3 separate regions of the Mus musculus genome follow, and regions 1 and 3 are each linked to region 2. A link is a contact called in public HiChIP or PLAC-seq and Micro-C data. All regions are on one chromosome and are shown on one strand. Each heading gives the region's core, a stretch centred on a gene start, on an enhancer-like site or on the middle of the called end of the contact. The rest is flanking DNA. Distances are from core to core; before and after follow the strand shown. Region 1 overlaps Gpa33 (glycoprotein A33 (transmembrane)). Region 2 overlaps Mpzl1 (myelin protein zero-like 1). Region 3 holds the start of Gpa33 (glycoprotein A33 (transmembrane)).

The links. Hi-C and Micro-C count contacts between places; a contact is called where the count stands out from the background. HiChIP or PLAC-seq counts read pairs in DNA pulled down with a chosen protein or histone mark.
Region 1: a contact with region 2 is called in an H3K27ac HiChIP or PLAC-seq map of embryonic stem cells, with 2.5 times the contacts expected there. The contact joins two enhancer-like sites. A contact is called at or near these places in 1 of 484 Hi-C or Micro-C datasets (CD4 T cells), 2 of 115 datasets of contacts at active chromatin or transcription factors (embryonic basal ganglia and embryonic stem cells) and 1 of 9 other capture datasets (liver).
Region 3: a Micro-C map of embryonic stem cells shows a contact between it and region 2, with 5 times the contacts expected there. The contact joins the promoter of Gpa33 here to the enhancer-like site in region 2. A contact is called at or near these places in 1 of 39 promoter capture datasets (embryonic stem cells), 1 of 484 Hi-C or Micro-C datasets (embryonic stem cells) and 2 of 9 other capture datasets (adipose tissue and liver).

Annotation. Positions count from the first base shown.
Region 1 is chr1:166,151,192-166,154,958 of GRCm38.p6, forward strand. It overlaps Gpa33 (glycoprotein A33 (transmembrane)), which reads left to right. Exons shown (of 7, transcript NM_021610.2): 3 at 1,377-1,593. Among named protein-coding and RNA genes, the nearest start is that of Gpa33, 23 kb to the left of the region's middle. Within about 2 kb of position 2,385, at least 31 of the 459 cell types and tissues checked have an H3K27ac peak or open chromatin away from gene starts, as enhancers often do. A contact at or near this core is called in embryonic stem cells, where this site is marked.
Region 2 is chr1:165,612,774-165,616,367 of GRCm38.p6, forward strand. The region is part of intron 1 of Mpzl1 (myelin protein zero-like 1); the gene reads right to left. Among named protein-coding and RNA genes, the nearest start is that of Mpzl1, 20 kb to the right of the region's middle. Within about 2 kb of position 2,263, at least 33 of the 459 cell types and tissues checked have an H3K27ac peak or open chromatin away from gene starts, as enhancers often do. A contact at or near this core is called in adipose tissue, embryonic stem cells and liver, where this site is marked.
Region 3 is chr1:166,128,832-166,132,756 of GRCm38.p6, forward strand. Gpa33 (glycoprotein A33 (transmembrane)) reads left to right here and starts at 1,390. Exons shown (of 7, transcript NM_021610.2): 1 at 1,390-1,773. The coding sequence starts at 1,731.

The DNA of each region.
Region 1 (3,767 bases), core at 1,135-3,634, 540 kb after region 2:
TAAAATGGTGGGTGTGATCATAAGGTCTACTGCATACGAGTGTGTGGGTTAGATGCGATAACAAGTATCCAGTCCTTGGAACAGTGCGCAGCATAATGACATACATATCGTAAATAGTAGTTATGGCCTTTATTGTCCAAGCTCGGCTCTCGCCAATCTGTCACTACTCACACTGTGCCCCTTGGGGTTGTCACTGCCGATTTCTGCTGTTTGTTTTTTTTTCCTTTGCCTCCAATGTCTAACATATCACACACGCTGCTCCAGCCTTCTAGCTTTTTATGCGATTAATGCACAGCTGCCTTTCGAGATTCAAAGCAGCTATCAGCCTTCGTAGGAATCGTCCCCCAAGTGGCCAGTCTATGTTATAATCATGAGATACCCTGGTTGCTTGGTTTCAAACTCACTTTTGAGGGAAGAACTCACGGGTTGTATGCCCTGGACATGGTGGACCGACATAATGGCTAGTCACGGTAGAAACAACGCCAGGCAGACCCCAACTGCTCTGCCTGTATTATCAGCTTTAGCTCTCAGCACAATCTTAGGAGATGTATTATCATCAACATCTCCATTTTGTAGTGAGAAAAGAGAGTCTCAGAGCGGCCAAGGCCATTCAGCTAGCAGCAGGGTGAGGATTTGACTGAGGCAGCCTGGTCTGTGCCTGTGGTCTAAGCTGTTAATGTGCTGCCTCGTCAACACCAACGAATAAATAAATAAACAACTTCCAAGGGCAATAGTCAGAACCAAGTGAGCTGGAACTCAGTGGTTAACTAGTGTGGTACCTGGCTTATGGTGGTGCACTGTGGGTGTTGGATGAAGGAAGGGATGGGTGAGAATAAACCATGGGCTGAGAGGGAACCAAGGAGAGAGAGGCTGGTCACAAATGTGAGTGCTGGGATCCGAGCCAGCCTCATTTACACACCGGTATTCCAGGGTGTGTGCTTCTGTGCACACTGGTCTCCCAGGGTGTGTGCCTCGGTGCTGTTTTGTGCTTTTCCTTTGAGTCAGTGTGTCATGCCTCCCAGATTGGCTTAGAACTTGCTACATAGCCAAGGACGACTTTGAACTTTTCCCTCCCTTCACCTCTGGAATGCTGGGATGATCGGCACGCGCCGCAACACCAAGTTTACACGGCACTGGGATCAAATCCAGGCCTTTACGTGTGGTAGGCAAGTACTACCAGCTAAACTACAACCCCAGTCCCTAAAGCTCAAAAGCAAATCTTTAAAAGTCTAAAGTTATCTAGCTAGATAACAAGAGGAATCTACCAGCAGGTACTGCCCTTCTGTTTGACATGTTGTTGGTTTGCTCTGGGGGACGAAGATTGAGTCAGGGCAGGTCTACACCAGGTCCTGACAGACATTTCCTCTTTCTCTCAGGAAAGAGTGGTCACCTGGAATTTTGTGACAAAGAAATACATCTATGGGAACCGTTATGAGAATCGAGTGAGAGTATCTAACGATGCTGAGTTGTCAAATGCCTCTATCACCATCGACCAGCTGACCATGGACGACAATGGCACCTACGAGTGCTCCGTGTCACTGATGTCGGACCAGGATGTCAACGCCAAGTCTCGAGTCCGCCTCTTGGTCCTTGGTGAGTGTCTCTGTCTTTTCCTGTGGGAGGAGGGTGGGCAGAGAGGCGCTGTCAGCAGCAGAGCCATGGTTCTGTCTCTCCCTCTGTCTCTCAAATGCTCTCCGGGGGTTCTCGGTGGCTAGCAGGGTGTTTCTGAGGGCAGAGGTGTGGCTTTGGAGTCACCCCTTGCTCCCGTTGCTCGTTGCCCTCCATACCAACTCTTCTTTCCCCTTCCAAACTCATTACTGAAAAGAAGTGAAGGGGATCCCCCAAGCAATACACGGGTTCTCATCTTGTGTGGCACTCACAGGGCCAATCGTGACCCCCATAGGTGACTCTTTCCCTGCTCTCAACTCTGTTCCACACCAGTTTTTCCACCCTTCCTCTAACAAAGGCACAGTCGCCAACCAATGGGAAGTATGTCCCAGGATAGCATCCTTTTCACAGGAGAATTTGTTGGAATTTATAGTTTTGGAGAGGCGAGGAAACTCATCTGCTTTAATTTCTGAGTAGGTGAGGCCCACAGGAAGTAATTGCCTCAAACCAGTTACTGGGATTGCTTTAATGAGAATCTAGTCTATGTGCAGTGTGAGCAAGGCCCCACTTCTGGGAGGTAGCATCTCTGTGCATCAAAACAGAGGATCCTTTTTCCTCTTTTTCCTTTACACTACTTGGCAGAAGCTCTTTTAAATTGTATGTGGTAGTTGTTGGACTCATAGAAAGCCTTATAGCGTGTCAGACTACACTGCGGTTATCAACTAATGCTGCCTAAAGAATAGGCAAGACCTCTTCCACCCCGCCACCATGTGGCAACCAGTGGTAATGCAGGCAGGCGTCTTAGACTTCGCCCGGCGTTCTCCCAACGCACACCACACACTCAGACACTTTGCTCTTTCCTGTGAAGACGTGAGATATTATAAAGCACTTAGCAAGTTGCTTCTTGACAGCGCACCGTGAACACCTCAGGTTTCAACGCTTTTTTTTAGCTCTTGTTTGAACAAGCAATACTACAATATACCCCTTTATCTCACTTTGTGTAGAGGTATGAATAAAAATCATAAGTTATATATACATATGAGGATTATATATACACAGACTTGTATAACATTTGGGTTCTTTAAATACCTGGCCTGCCTTTTTTGACAGAGGATTTCAAACAAATGGCAAGAATCGGTGTAAATCTGAAACCTGATTCTGCTGGTCCTCCAACCAAACTCCGGCCCGTACATCAAGGACCACCTACTTTTAAAGACAATCAGATTAACCCGAAGAGTTAAGGCTACACGTTTAATATGAGAGTATGGAATTCGTTGAAACTAACCTCTTGCTTTAAAAAAAATTACATGTTAATAAACCCAGCAATATTCTTTGTGAAAAGTTTTCTTTCTCGGTGTCTATATAACTAGATAATTTTTACAAGAGAATGACTTTAATTATACGGGGCGGCTCATTCTGGGGAGGCTAGCAGGAAACTCCGACCTTAGCCCCGGGGAGCTAGCCTTGTCTAGCTCACCTGCAGGAAGCCCCTAAGTCAGAAGACTCAGCAGCCTGTGCGGCAGGTGTTAAATCCTTGTCCTGGCCTCTGGCGCCCCCTGACGTCTTCAAAGGGAACAGACGGCATCTGAGAGGCTTTGAAGCCTAACACATCCCCTCCCACCCTCCATGGCCTCTCCCTCAGTAATTACTCAGGTAACCTTCTGTTTGTAAAACAGGCCACGTGAGAACAAGACCCTCTCCCTTGTGAGTTTCTGCTCCCTCGCCAGTCCTCTTGGCTCCCGCCCGCGGGCTCTTTAAACTAGATCTAACTCGAGATCCCGGCTGTTTGTGATTGGGGCGCTGAAGATCTGGAGAGAGAGGGCCCGGGTGTGCCTGGCACAGGGCCCGCAGGAAGTTTAGAGCCTGTGGTCAAGGGCCTGGAGCGAAAGATCTCGACTCAGTCCTCTTGAAAGCATATCTCTCTTGCTGGCCATCACCCTGGCGGGCAGTTTCTGGAGTTCCTGTTCAGACCACACCCAAGGAGTGGATGAAGCAGGTGCTAGTTTTCCAAACAGGCGCCTTTGCCTTTTACGCCTCAGCAGTTGGTCTCTGGCACTTTCCTTCCCACTTCTGTCTGTATCCGACAACTCCACCCCGCCCCGACCAACCAACCAACCAACCAACCAACCAACCAACCAACCAACCAAAAACTAGCTTGG
Region 2 (3,594 bases), core at 1,013-3,512:
TGAAAAGAAAAGCTACAACAGGTATAAAAGACCTCAGCATGTACATCTAACTGACACTGCACTGCACTGCTGAACGGCAGCACACTGCACACCATGCTGGGGCAGCCCGAACAAGAAGGGCTTCCTGTCTAAGCTGCAGCAACGTTTCTGGCTATGCACCGGTGTTCCTTCTGTGGCAGATTTTCACATTTCCTCTCAAGCACTGAGGAGAAGATGACTGTCTCAGAGTAACCGAGAGCTTTCCTGACAACCCCTCCCTCTCTTCTGTAGCCATTTTCTGCTGTTAAGCCTTCCTCTTCCATACCTACCACTTCTACCACAGATCAAAAGCTACCACCACGCAGACTATCTGAAGCATCCTCTAACACTGCCCTCGTTCATGGATCCATATTTTGATGCTGTTATCCACTCTAATTTCCAAAGTCATTATAGTTACCACCACCACCACCACCATGGTTACCTCCACCAAAGTTTTCTCCTTCACCACCACATCCACCACCTCGGTCTCCATATCCTGGTCCACCACCATCGCCTCCTCTACTATTGTAACCATGACCACCACCAGAGTTACCACCATCACCTTCAAATCCTTTATATCCACCACCACCACTTCTGTAACTACCTCTTTGGCCACAATCTCTACCACCATAGCCTCCTCTTCCACCAAAGTTTCCACCAAGACCAAAATTGCTTCCAAGAGCCATAAGTTGCCATATCCTCCTTCCACTCTCTCTATGATCCAGCAGGCTGCATCTCTTCTTCACAGTTAGGCTCATTGGCAGACTCTCTGTGGTCAGCAGATGCACCTCTTGTTTAGAAATGGCCCTTTTCACATCACAGTTATGCTTATTGATAACAATTTATGGACTCTCTAGAAACTGCTCCTTGGTTCTACCACAACCATCAAGTTTTCATGGCCGGGCACACATTCCTACATCCACCTCTTCAACACAGGAGCAAGTCACAAAACCAAAGTTCCTGGAATGTTTTGTTGAAAGTCTCTCAGCTCCACACAACCTGTAACGTTCCTCGTTCTCAGAATGTTCTCTTAAACTATCATCTGTGGTTTCAGAGCTTAGGACACCAATAAACAGCTTCCTCAACTGCTCCCGTTCCTCTGGATCATGACTCCATTTTGAGACCTGACTCACCTCTGCCAACTTGAGTTCAATCTGCAAGTGGTTTCTATGCAACAGCAGCAACAGCTTTTACCAAGCATACTTCAAGCATCAGTTTCTCTTGCTTAAACCTGCACATGGTTTCAATGCAAAGGCAGAGTCTAGAATCCAAAGTGCTTTTACACAAGCACACTGCAATTGTTGTTTCTGACCTTCCACATTGAGCGGGAATGGCGCCTTTGTTAAGAATGTTCTCCTGTGTGAACAAAGAGACGCTAGAAAGCAGGTGTCCCTCTAAGGTTACATTCCATGCAGCCCAAGCAAGGGGTGGGTTCGTTGGTTTCTTAAACAATTAGGAATGGCTTCCTTTGTCCTGCCTGCCCCCCCCCACCCCCACCCTTTTAATTATTATAGTGGAAGTTCACAGTTAAATGATTGTGGATCCAGACAGCTCGTCTTCAGAGTCATAAAAGGGAGTTCTCAGGGTCTAATTACAATGTCTACACATGCAAACATGAAGAGCACCAAGACATGGAAAGAACTGTGCTAAGCTACATTCCAAATCACGAAAAGCTGAGATCCCAATGTAAAAAAAAAATAACAAATAGATTCTTTTCAGACCTAGAATTTATAATTATGGGATCATGGCAAAAAAGTGGCTATTATCTTAGATGTCCACCAACTGATGAATGGGTAATGTAGTGAAACTATACACAATGGACTTTATTCCACTATAAAGAGCCTGAAATTATGTGTAAGAAATGGGTAGAACTGGAAAACACATGAAGTGAGGTAACCCAAGCTCAGAAAGTCAAACCACAGATTGTTTCTTATATGCAGATCCTCCTATCTTTTGATATTTTTTTAAAGTTCATTTAAGTTAAGTGTATACAGAACCATGGAGACTTAAAAGGGCTTGTGAGGGGAAAAAGAGATTCTTTAATTTGGGAGGGGAAGGAGTCGGACAGATATGCTATAAAAACAGAAGTGGGGGAGGAGAGAGATGGGAGAGGAGAGGATGGTGGGGAAGGTCAACCAAAAATAATGCTGTATTTTAAAAATGTGGAAATCTGATACTTCTCAAGAAAATGCGGAAATAAAAGTTGAAGCTAGATAGCTCAGAGTCAAAGTGCTTGTTGCACAAGCCTGATAACCTAGTTCCATACCCAGAGTACCAAGTTGGCTTGGCCATGTAAGGAACAGTATAACTTGGTTTCCTGCCCCTGGAACAGGCCAGCAGTGTGTGGGCCTCCACGGGTGTCAGTGGTGGCTGTGGGCATATGGCTTGTTTGTATAATGGTGTACATATTTTCATGTTCCTCCTTCAAGGAAGGTCCTCTCTGCCAAGCTTGATGACTCCATGATAATCAGAGACAGCATGAGTCCAGGAGGCGAGGGTGTGTCTATGTCTCAGCTAAATGGTAGAACACTGTGACCTTCAGGATAGCCCTCAAGGCTGTGGGAAAGAACAACGAATCCATGAGTTCAAAAATATATAATTTCTCAACTATGCAACATATAAGGATGCAATACAAATTATATAATGAGCTTCACAGACCTAAAGGCAACTGAACTCTGAGCTAGCTTGTCAGATACTAAGGAAGGAAAGAAATAGATTTAGGGAGTGGTGATCACACGGCAAGGTCCCATCCAGCAAAGTTTTTTTGTTTATACTTACAAAGGCCGGTAGATTCCTGAGATCAAGATCAGCCTGGGACAGAGGGAATTTAGGTCCAGGCCCAGGCATGGTAGGAATGATAATTTCAGAGTTGGGTCTCACCCAGCTATCTTATTGTCTGTGCTTGTGCTTGCTGACTCTGTCTAAGAATCAAAGGGCTGGAGTCACAGGATGCTGATTCATCGGAACCTGGGGAATGACTGAATTGATACATAAATTAAAAACTGGGCTTTTGATCTGAGCTATCGTAAGAGTTTTTAGAATAGCAAGAGAAAGCTGTCTCGAGCAGAGTAGAACACAGCGAGCAATCTGGAAAGCTGTCTCTAGCGGAACACAAGTCGTCAGCTTAGAACTGTTTCGCGGCTCCCAGACACCCTTTCTCTTAGGAACCCCAAGCCAAGCTGAGGCTGGTCCTTGGCACAAAGCCCATAACAGACAGAGAGGACAGATCCCTGACAGTTGTCCTCTGACCTCCGCATGCAGGCCACAGCATACACAGTATCTCACTCCAACTTCCATGCTGTGTGCATGCACACACACATAACTGAAATGGAAGTTAACAACATAAGAGTAAAAACAAAGTTGAGGGAAGCTGCAATGTGTTAGTTAGTTCACTGTGAACTTGGCACCTATTACAGTCATCTAAGAAGGGACCTCAGGTGAGGCAATGCCTTCGTCAAGTTGGCCGATAGGCAAGCCTGTGGGACATTTTATTGATTAATGATCAATGTGGGAGGGACCAACCCACTGTAGGCAGATGGTCCTGGAAGGCAAAAGAGAGGTAGCTGAGTGGGAGCC
Region 3 (3,925 bases), core at 140-2,639, 520 kb after region 2:
CTGCCCTAGAAGAGACTCAGAGCGCTGCACTGAATCTCAAGAAGGAGCAAGTTCTGAGCTGCGAAGCCAGGGAAGGCTTCGTGGGAGACATGATGTAGGAGCAGGCCTTTAAAGGATAAGCTGGATAAAATATAATGGGTATAATAGTGGGGAGGGGCTGCCGAGAGAGCACAGTGCACAGTCCTGCAGCAGGAAAGAACGAGCCGCAGCCGGCTAGATGTCTAAGTAGAGACAGAACAGAGGTTACACACCCTGGAAGATAACTCTTAAAAGGGAAGGGACGTTGAAGAGTGAATCCTAGCACACCTTACAGGACAATTTAAGGAGCAGATGGACGTCCGTTCATTTCTTAAGGGCTGCAGAGTCAGCAAGAGAGCCAGAGTAGAGACCCAGCATCAGGGGGTCTGTCCTGAGTAAGATAACCTGACGACAGTGTCCAGAAACTGGAAAATCATCATATACAGTAGGAGAAGGCTAAACTGTGACTAAGCAAAGTGTAACAGGTGAAAAGCAATAAGTTTGTAAGCCAACTAAACCTGGTAGTTAGAAAAGATCACTGTACACAGGGAATTTGTAATACAAGGCAACACCTGGGAAAGCATTTATAGTAATCACTTTATCAAAAGTGAGTTTCCCAAGAACACAAAGACACTCTAGAAACCAGGAAGCCCAAGACCAATAACTATGTAGAAATATGAACAAACTTGGAAAAGGTAACACGTGGTGTGATATTATTCATTACCTATTAAGCAGAACATAGTAGTGCTGTATGTATGAATGCAAAAAAACTCTAAGGTATTTTATTAAATAAAAATATTTAAATGACATAATATCATTTGTACATATTCTATAATGTAGAGTATCTATGGCAGAGCCTGATCAGATAGCTCTCCCGGAGAGCTATTTCCTATAGATATTCTTGGCTGTACTGAAACTGACTCTGCAGACCAGGCTGACCTCAAACTCACAGAGATCTGCCTGCCTCTGCCTCCTGAGTGCTGGGATGAAAGGTGTTTCGGTTCACCTCTTACATTTATTCGAAGGTAACAAACATCTCAGTTGTTTTGGGACTGTGAGGTTTCAGGGCTCCCAGGTTACAAGACTATGGTGTTAGAAACTGAGAGGAAGAACTAAGATACATTGTCATCTTGGTTTCTTGTGTATCTGCTACTTTCCCAAGCCGGGTACCAATTCTGAACACAGGAACTTCCTGTGTCCTCCGAGACCACATTTCTGTCCCAGTGTGGGAGTCAGAGAAGAGAGGAAGGGCAAAGAAAAAGACAATGCCGGGTCTTAATGTGCCTCAGCAAGTGTGGGCAACACCCTGCTTTTACTAGCTTTCACTTCTGAGCTCGCTCCCTTTTTATTACACAGCAACAACATCCCATCAGTTATGAGAGGTCCACACCTTCTGAGAAGCACAGGACTTTGCACTCCTGCTGAAGAGGGAGAAGGCAGGAAGATGGCTGGCTCCAGGAAGGAAGAAGACTCTTGTTGGGGCCTTTCATAGAGTAGGTGGAGCAGGGGCCTCACCCCATAGGTGAGCTCACCTGCCAGTCCGTTGACTGGGTGGGGCATGTGGGCCCAGTCTGGCCCAGGTGAGCTGGAGGAGAGTCACAGGGACTACAGGCTGAACCAGGCCAGAGGCCATAGCTTTAACCAGACAGCCCAGACCTGTCCAGTGCCCTGCCAGTTCCAGACTGGGCTTGTGTCGGGAAAGGAGCCAGACCATGTTGGGGAAGGCAGGATCTGTGGTGTGGATGTTCTGTGCAAGTGAGTACGCCCCTCTGCTGCCAGCTCTGGGGAATGGGTGGGGTGTGTGACCGACTGCTGAAGCAGAGGCAGTCCTAGTGTCCCTCACTTCCCCTGGTCCCAGCAGTGCTCTGTCCCACTGAGCAGAGCTATACATTCTACTGTTTGGTGGGGGCAGTTTGTAGGCCTGGTCCTAAATCAACACAGTCCTTGTCTCCGTTAGCTCCCAAACAACCCCCAGTCCATTGTTGAAATGAGAAACTCAAAGGGTTAGACACAGTATTTGAAATTAAGGATTGCTCTCAAAAACGCCAGGGTGTGGATCTAGATAGATTTACTGCCTAGGGCAGTGGTTCTCAACCTTTCTAATGTGCTGAGCCTTTAATATAGTTCTGCATGTTGTGGTGACCCCCTAACCTTAAAATTGTCATTGTTGTTTCATAACTGCAAATTTGCTACTGTTATGACTCGTAATGTAAATATCTGTGTTTTCTGACGATCTTAAAGGACCCTGTGGGGGGGGGGGGGTAAACCATTCCATCTCCCAAGGGGTGGCGACCCACAGGTTGAGAACCATTGATCTAGGTTTTGGTTTTGGTTTTCCAGTCTTTTTAAAATTAGAAAAAGACACGACCATAAACATGTTAGCACCTATGTCACCCACAGGAAACTTAAAGAGGAAAAAATTTCCTCGATATCCTGCATAGAGCCACAAGCTGGAAAGCAGGCTTCCACAGGCCGGTGCTCCCTGTGTTCCCTGCCTGGCAGAGAACCCCTCCTCCCACCTCTCAAAGCAGCATCAGATGGGTTTGCGGCGGAATAGAAACTAAGTGTTAAATAGCAAAGCAGTTGTGTGGAGAAGGGCAGGGTGCCTGAGGGTGTCTGCATACCGGGGGTCAGGAACGCTGAGAGGAGTTTAGTTCAGAGACCCTAGTTCAGTGTCTTTGTCCAGCAGCTTGCTTCCAGGATCTGGGAACCACCGGGAGGAAGTGAGAGCTGAACAGGAAATTCAGGAGCCCCGAGGAGGCTTTGGTTAGCACACTGTTCAATACACCCTGGCAAGCCCAGAACCAACTGAGCCACCACCCGGCACATCCTCCAGGGCTCTGGGCTTCCTCTCCAGCCTGCCTCTGAACCCTTGCTTTGGAGTGAAGGACAACCTGCTAGGCAGGACAACTGCTTGATCAGTTCAAGGCTTTGAGGGACAGTTACTCTGCCTAGCGGGTTCAAGTTCTATGGGCAGGTCCATTTTTCCTGAGACAAATGCCCCTGTCCCCTTGGCTTGCCCATTCCTTCATCTGCTCGGTCCCTCATTGGGCACAAGGATTGTGTGGGTGCCTGAGGGATGGGAAGTCTGGATTTGCCAGCCTCAGCCTTCATATCTGAAAGGAGGATGCTTGCCTCAGGAGAGGGAGGCTGGAAGGACACGGCCACCCTCTCCTACTCTGCTCCAGGATTTTCTGACCCTTTCCTGAGCCAGGACTTTTCTCCATGCACATGCATGCATACATGCACACACCTGACTTGCACTCGCACATGTGCACACACACACATGCACGCACCAGTATAAAACTCTGTGTTCTTTACCCTGTTACTAACACATGTATGCATAAAAGAAGTAATACTGGCTCAGGGAAATACCAAAAACTGAGAACACAGTCACTTGCCCAGCTTAGAATGAGAAATGTCCTCAATTCTCAACTGCCTGGAGCAGGCTGGTGGCCTTCTCCTGGAGTGTGAGGCATGTGACCTCTGGGTGAACCCAGCCAGCAGGAATAGCTGAGGGGTGGGAGATGGGGGGATGAGGGTGGTGGAGTGGGAGCATGGGGTGTGTGTGTGTGTATCCTGACACACTGTTAAAGTGTGTTCTCTGCCCTCACCCTCTCCCCTGCCAGCTCTGCTCAGAACCACATGCCCACCCCACCTTTCTTTCCTCCATGACTATCTGCTCTAAGAAGAAGTCTTGGAGCCCTGGGGCAAAGGAAACCACTCTGCCAAGTGGTGGCTTCGTCATTGCCAATCCTGGGTACTGTCACAGATCAAACCGATAAGCCTCTGGGCAGTGCTCTCCCCTGGGCCTCGAGGGCAGGCATCACGTTCTGCATTGTGTGATGGGGGTGGGGGAGCTAAGAATCATGGAAAGTTCCCTTCCCTACCTGATCATGTCCATCAT